Linked DNA regions of Mus musculus: region 1 is linked to region 2. The links are chromatin contacts, called in public Hi-C maps. All regions are on one chromosome and are shown on one strand. The core of a region is the stretch at or near the end of the contact, and the rest is flanking DNA. Distances in the headings are between cores, read along the strand shown.

Region 1 (2,700 bases), core at 85-2,584, 240 kb after region 2:
CCCAACCAAACAGACTCTATTGGTGGGAAGGGAGGAGAGAGGCTTCTCCGGGGACTGAACGGAGCATCCTGGTGCCAAGCTCTGTCTGTGTGCCTCCTGGATAGATGAACAGGTTATGTAAGGTGAGCTAACATTCCCACGAGCGTGGGCCTTGTGCCCGTGCTGAGCGTGAAGCAGCCTTGAGATGCCGCAGGAGTCCAGGCTCAGAGCCAGAGAGCCAGGAGAAGCCCGGGCTTTGGGTTTCTTAGGATCCCTCTCACCTCTTCATTTACCCAGTGGTATAAAAGGCCCCATAAGGAGTAGAGATGTGGCTCAGCCACTAAGAGCACTGGCTGCTTTTCCAGAGGACCAGGTTCGGTTCCCACCACTCACAGAGTTTCTCACAACTGTTCGTAATTCTGGGGTCTGACGCCGTCTTCTGGCCTGGATGACTGTGTTGCTTACTGAACAAGAACAGCCAGGTGACAGACAGGTCCTGGGGACTAAGACCTAACCTGCTTTCCACTCACCAAACTTTGAGTCCCGGCAAGAGGTTCTGTCTGTACAGGAGAAGGAACAGGGCCTTAAGAGATAGCCTGAGAACACCCCAGGGAAACCGGAACAGGCCATGGGTCACACGCCACGGATAGGGTCACCTATCTACCATTTCTCTTCACAGGAATCTGAGTGTGGTTCCTTGACTGAGTTTGCCTCGGGTTCCACCTTCGGCAGCACAAAACAACTGAAATAGAAACGTTCAGGGGTTCAAGGCTAGCCTGGGCAACAAAGTCAGGCCCCACCTCCAAAAAGGGCTCTGTGACACTACAGGACTCTATTCTAGTACTTCAAGTCAGAAGGGGGAAGCATGCGCCAGCTCTATCCTCCCTGAAATGGGATAGCATCCGCTGACCTCCAGATGGACAGTGAAAGGCGGGGGCTGAGGGGTGGAAGGGATTAGCCCAGGGTCCGTGGGGTGCACGGTGCACTGCAGGGAAGGTCCCAGGTAATTTCGCTGCCTCTTCAAAGTGAGCCCTTCACTCCCTCCCAAGGAGAACCGACAGATGGCGCTACTGAGGAGAGGGTCCTGACAACAAGCCTAGATGGAAGGAAGCCCAGCTCCCTCCGAGCTGGGAATCCCGGAGTCAGAAGTTGAACAACCATCCCGCAGAAGTGCGGATGGAGAGGGTAGAGCAGAGTCCCGTGGGGTCACTGGGAGCCCATCGGCGGCTAGGACTGGACCCTGCGTCAGGGGACACCTCTCCATTCCCACACGGCTCTGTGTCTCTAAGCCAGCCTCCCCCGCAGCCCACCCGCTAGCCTGCCTTGGGCCAGCGTGGTGGCAGGCCCTGCTTGCTCCCCGGGGAGTCCGCCGCCAGGCCTGATGGCGCTAGCGGAGGGAGGGAGGCCGCCAAGCTGTCAGTCTGGAGGTGCCCCTCAGAGCTCCTCCTGGCTGGAGCGAGGAGGGTGGGCCGGCTCCAGAGCTGGGCTGTCAGGGCCTTCACAGAGACGAGGCCGGAGAGGCCTGCCTGACAGCTCGCCCACCGAATTAGGACCATTTGCATGCTAATTTCTAGCGCTCCAACGGGCTGGCAGGCTGGCTGGGGTGTGCGGAGTGTGCAGAGAGGCGCACACCTCCCAGCCCGCCTGCGAAGGAACAATGCTTGACTGATCTAGCTGCGTTAACGAGCAAATTATGGTAATTTTGTTATTACAAATGCATAGAAATTTCCAAAGCAGGCAGCCATTCAGGGTTCCTCCCTGCTCCTCCCTGCCCCTAAATCCCGAGTCCCCTGTTTGTACACAAGGGTCAGCCCCTGCTCAGGACTGAGATTTCCAGGGGCCAGGCTTCTCTCGGAGCCTTTCCAGGGAGGTCTAGGATGAATGAGGCCGGAGCTGGCCACCAGTCAGGCATATATCCCGCAGGCAGGCAAGCCTCCAGCTGCTGTGTCCTTCAGACCTTGCCTCTTTGTATCCCCTTTGCCTCCTGGGACTCTCATTCCAAGGAAACCACTCCCAAACACCGTGTTCAAGTTGGCTCCCCTCCCTTGTGAACATGAAACATGGGGTATTTCTCTTTATAGAAGGTTCGAGTTTCAGAGTCATTTGGCCATGTCTGTGTTCACACTGTGAGCTGGGCTCAACAATGCGGACAAGCCTGTGATCCGATGAATGAATGAATGAATGAATGAATGAACGAATGAGAGTACGTGTGAGGGGAGACAGGCAGAATGTCGCTCACAAATGAGGATTCTCCCTTGCCCCCCAAGTTGGGTCAATGCATTGAGAGCAAAGCCAGTCCCAGTTTACCTGCCAACTGGCAACCTCACCTGGTGTTTGTCATTGCCCACTGTTAAAACAGCTACATGCTCATGTTTCTAGTGGTCGTTTTTGGTTGGAACTGCATCTCTGGAAGGATGGTCTGGGATGCATCCAGAGAGGCACTGTCTTCTGGGGGCTCCCAGTTCCCAGCTGTGGTGGGGAGGGGTGTGGCCACTCCATGGTTGGGGCAGGGCACCAAGGCAGTGAAGTTGCCTCAAAGGGCAGGGTGGCCATGTGTCCAGCACTACAAGAGATGGTGACAGTCACCGTATTCTGTGATCGGGATTCCAGGCCAGCCTGATGTGGCTCGAATCCACTTTGAAAGTTGGTCAAACAGGCCTCTCTAAGACTCACTTACAGGAAGCCTACTGGGAGGGAGGTCCTGCTTCTGGTAACTGGGAA
Region 2 (3,007 bases), core at 28-2,527:
TAAGGTGTCGTATCACTTGCATACAGTATGTATCTGCCTAGAATGTTCTAAAAATTCTCACTTAGGACTAGTACAACCCTCTCATCTTGGCTTGATTGAAAAACTCAGCAATATTTGACACATTGTGAAACTGATTTAAGAGGCAGCCTTTGTGTATCTTGCATTTGTTGGCTATCTTAACAAAACCCTGAAATGTAATTTTCAGCATGATCACTTAGAGATTGTGTTTTAATCTTATTAAAGTCACCTATTCATTTGCTATCACTGTATTTGAAGACAAGCATGACCATACTTCAGTTCTGGTATACAAGTATTAGAGTGGTCTACATAATTTAGAAGTCAAAGTTGGATAGTCAGAAGGTAAAATTTCTTACCAATTGTTACTTTCAAATTTAAGGGAAATGAGTAACTTGTTTCTTTATGCGATTACATTTTTATAATTTTATAGAGTTGACTATGGTGCTGTCATTGTGTGCTGGAGAGATTGCCTGCCTTTCTTAGCACCATGTACACAGTGAACAACTGAAGGCTGCTAGAATTCCCAGGATTATCCTTAGCCCAGAGATCCCCTTCTCCTCCCACTTGGCTTCTGCCCACTGTTGCTCTTGCTCTCATTTGCAAGGAAATCACCCTTTAAATAAAGAAGCAGGACTAAGGGGCACAGCCCTGGCTGGCACAGGGCCTTCTGTGGTGCTGCCCCTCCTCGCTGCACTGTTCCCTGAGGTCTTCTCTGTTTAGTCTTTGGATGTATTGTATATCTTACTGCTTAAATCACCCCTCTGTGTACTTGTGGGCTTCCTTGAGTTATATAAGCACAGCAGAAAGTGCTGCATCTCCCTCTCGTCCTTTTCTAGCCTTCAACATACGCTGTTCTGTAACATGTTTCTTAACCTTGGCTCTCTTCTTGATATTTGGGATGAGCTCACTCTTTGCTGTAGGTGATGCAGCGCAGAGCACTGGGGTGTGCAGAGCACAGTCTGTACTTACTAGATATTGGGAGCAGCCCCAGCCTGCACACTCAAGCCAAGCACAGACAGGCTTCTGCTCGAAGTTTCTCGCGCTGGGGTAGTGGTACACAGACTGTGGAGTACTCCCACCCTTAGCTAGCAGTTTGGGTCCTTTTTTCTTTCTTCCTTTTATTTTTATTTTTTATTCTTTTGGGTGTTAGTTTAAGGGCATAACATTTCTTTTACTTTGGTAGTTAGGAGCCTATATTTGAGTATCAGAAGAGCTGGGAACCTGGAGCCAGACTCTTCCTTGGGAAGAGAGGCTGGTGGGAGAGTGGCACCTGAAGGAAGCTGTGGGAGTTGCTTAGTGCTTCTAAAGTCAAGGACTTGAGGGTGGTGGCTTAACACGATTCAGATATGCCCTCTCACAGTTGCAGGTGGGCACAGTTCGGTGTAAAGGGGGTCAGGGTTAAGCAGACACCTATAGCAGTCAGCATGGGGGTGCCCAGAGCACAGCCTGTCCAGTGAAAGGCATGGCAGAAGAGCAGGGTCTGCTCAGGCACTCAGGTAGGCGGTGGCCATTTGATAAGCAGGTAGGCAGGCCCATCTCTTCTCGCTGTGGCAAGAGCAAGCTGAAGTGTGTGAGAAGCAGGCGGATAGGCAGATGGCTGCCTGTGTCCTTGAAGAAGTGCTGGGGTAACAGGTGCAGTACCACATAAAGGTTTTCTCAGTGTGGGTTTGGGATTGAATTGTGGGTGCCCAGCAGGTGTGGCTGGTGCCTTTATCCACTGAGCCATGGGTTTTGAGTGGTCTCATATAGTCCAGGCTGACCTAGGACCTGCTGTGGATCGTAGGGTAGCCTTGACCTGCTTTCCTGTCTCTAGGATTATAGGTGAGTGCCGCTCCTCCTGGTCCTCTACAGTGCTGGGGACTGACCCTGCCTTGCGCATGGTAGGCAGTGATCACCAACGGAGCCACATCTCCATATCTAAGTTTTTGTTCCATTAGTTGAATATAATTTCATGCTTATTGGCCACTTAAATGCCTTGCCAGTATTCTTTGCCTGCTTTCTTTTAGAATATATGCTTTTTGTCTAATTTCTTCCTTTAGTCAAAAAATATGAATTGAGTACCTTATGCACACTAGGACCAGCCACTGTTCAGGTCAACAGAATGGCACAATCCTCGTATTAAGGAGCTTGTGTCTGAATGTAGTGAGGCATAAAGTGTAAATTGAGAGTGGTACTAGGGCTGTAAAGCAAATAGGAATGACTGGTGTGGGGCGCTGTGGTAAATATGGGCAGGCCAGGGTGGGCCGATCTTCACTGGCATTAGGTGGAGATCTGAGGAAGACTGCCACATACACTCTGCTGGCACCCAGCACAGCATGACAGACAGGCAGAGGGAACTGAGTGCCGAGGCCTGAGGTAGGCTGCTTTCACTAGTGACTGTCTATAGTTAGGAGATGGAGAGTTTGAGAGGTAGCAAGAAGCGGAAACAGACCACCGTGAGCCAGATGGGGAACCACTTGGGGGAAGGCTTGGAGTGGTGAGGTGCCATGACTGTCCCACTATTTGAAAAGAATGTAAGCAGTAATGAGTGAAGACTAGACTCTAGGCCACAGTGATGCAGTCTGGATGATCAGTTAGCAGCCTCACGCAGGTGCCACAGGAGGCGTGCATGATAGATGAGGATGCTGGGGATATTGTGAGCACAGCCAGGATGCTGATGCGTTGAGTGTGGGTTGAGAGGAAGAGTTAGGAGTTGACAGTTGGCAGTGCTCCCCCCACTCCCCGGGGCAGGGAGGCAGTGAGAGTGGCTGCGGTGGTGATACCCGAGTGACTCAGAGACCTTTCTGTGTGATGAAGTGTGGGTAGTATCCTTTCACTTCGGCAGAAGAGGCTTTTCCCTGATGGCTGCTAATCTTGCTAGTGTTTTGCTGTTCAGAAATGTAATGTGTTTATTTTGTGGTGATAGTCTTACAGTTTTTGGTTTTACCGTCATGTCTGAAAAAATTCTAAAAGCAATTTCTCTTGCATTTTTTTTTTTTTTCTTTTTGGT

Evidence for each region. Hi-C and Micro-C count contacts between places; a contact is called where the count stands out from the background.
Region 1: a Hi-C map of cerebral cortex shows a contact between it and region 2, with 4 times the contacts expected there. The contact joins two enhancer-like sites. A contact is called at or near these places in 23 of 484 Hi-C or Micro-C datasets (the G1E-ER4 cell line, the HL-1 cell line, MC3T3-E1-derived osteoblasts and 15 more) and 2 of 115 datasets of contacts at active chromatin or transcription factors (astrocytes and embryonic hindbrain).

The regions. Positions count from the first base shown.
Region 1 is chr4:44,556,922-44,559,621 of GRCm38.p6, forward strand. All of the region lies in intron 8 of Pax5 (paired box 5), which reads right to left. Among named protein-coding and RNA genes, the nearest start is that of Mir5120, 49 kb to the right of the region's middle. Within about 2 kb of position 1,335, at least 73 of the 459 cell types and tissues checked have an H3K27ac peak or open chromatin away from gene starts, as enhancers often do. A contact at or near this core is called in cerebral cortex, where this site is marked.
Region 2 is chr4:44,319,639-44,322,645 of GRCm38.p6, forward strand. The region is part of intron 8 of Melk (maternal embryonic leucine zipper kinase); the gene reads left to right. Among named protein-coding and RNA genes, the nearest start is that of Melk, 20 kb to the left of the region's middle. Within about 2 kb of position 1,278, at least 9 of the 459 cell types and tissues checked have an H3K27ac peak or open chromatin away from gene starts, as enhancers often do. A contact at or near this core is called in cerebral cortex, where this site is marked.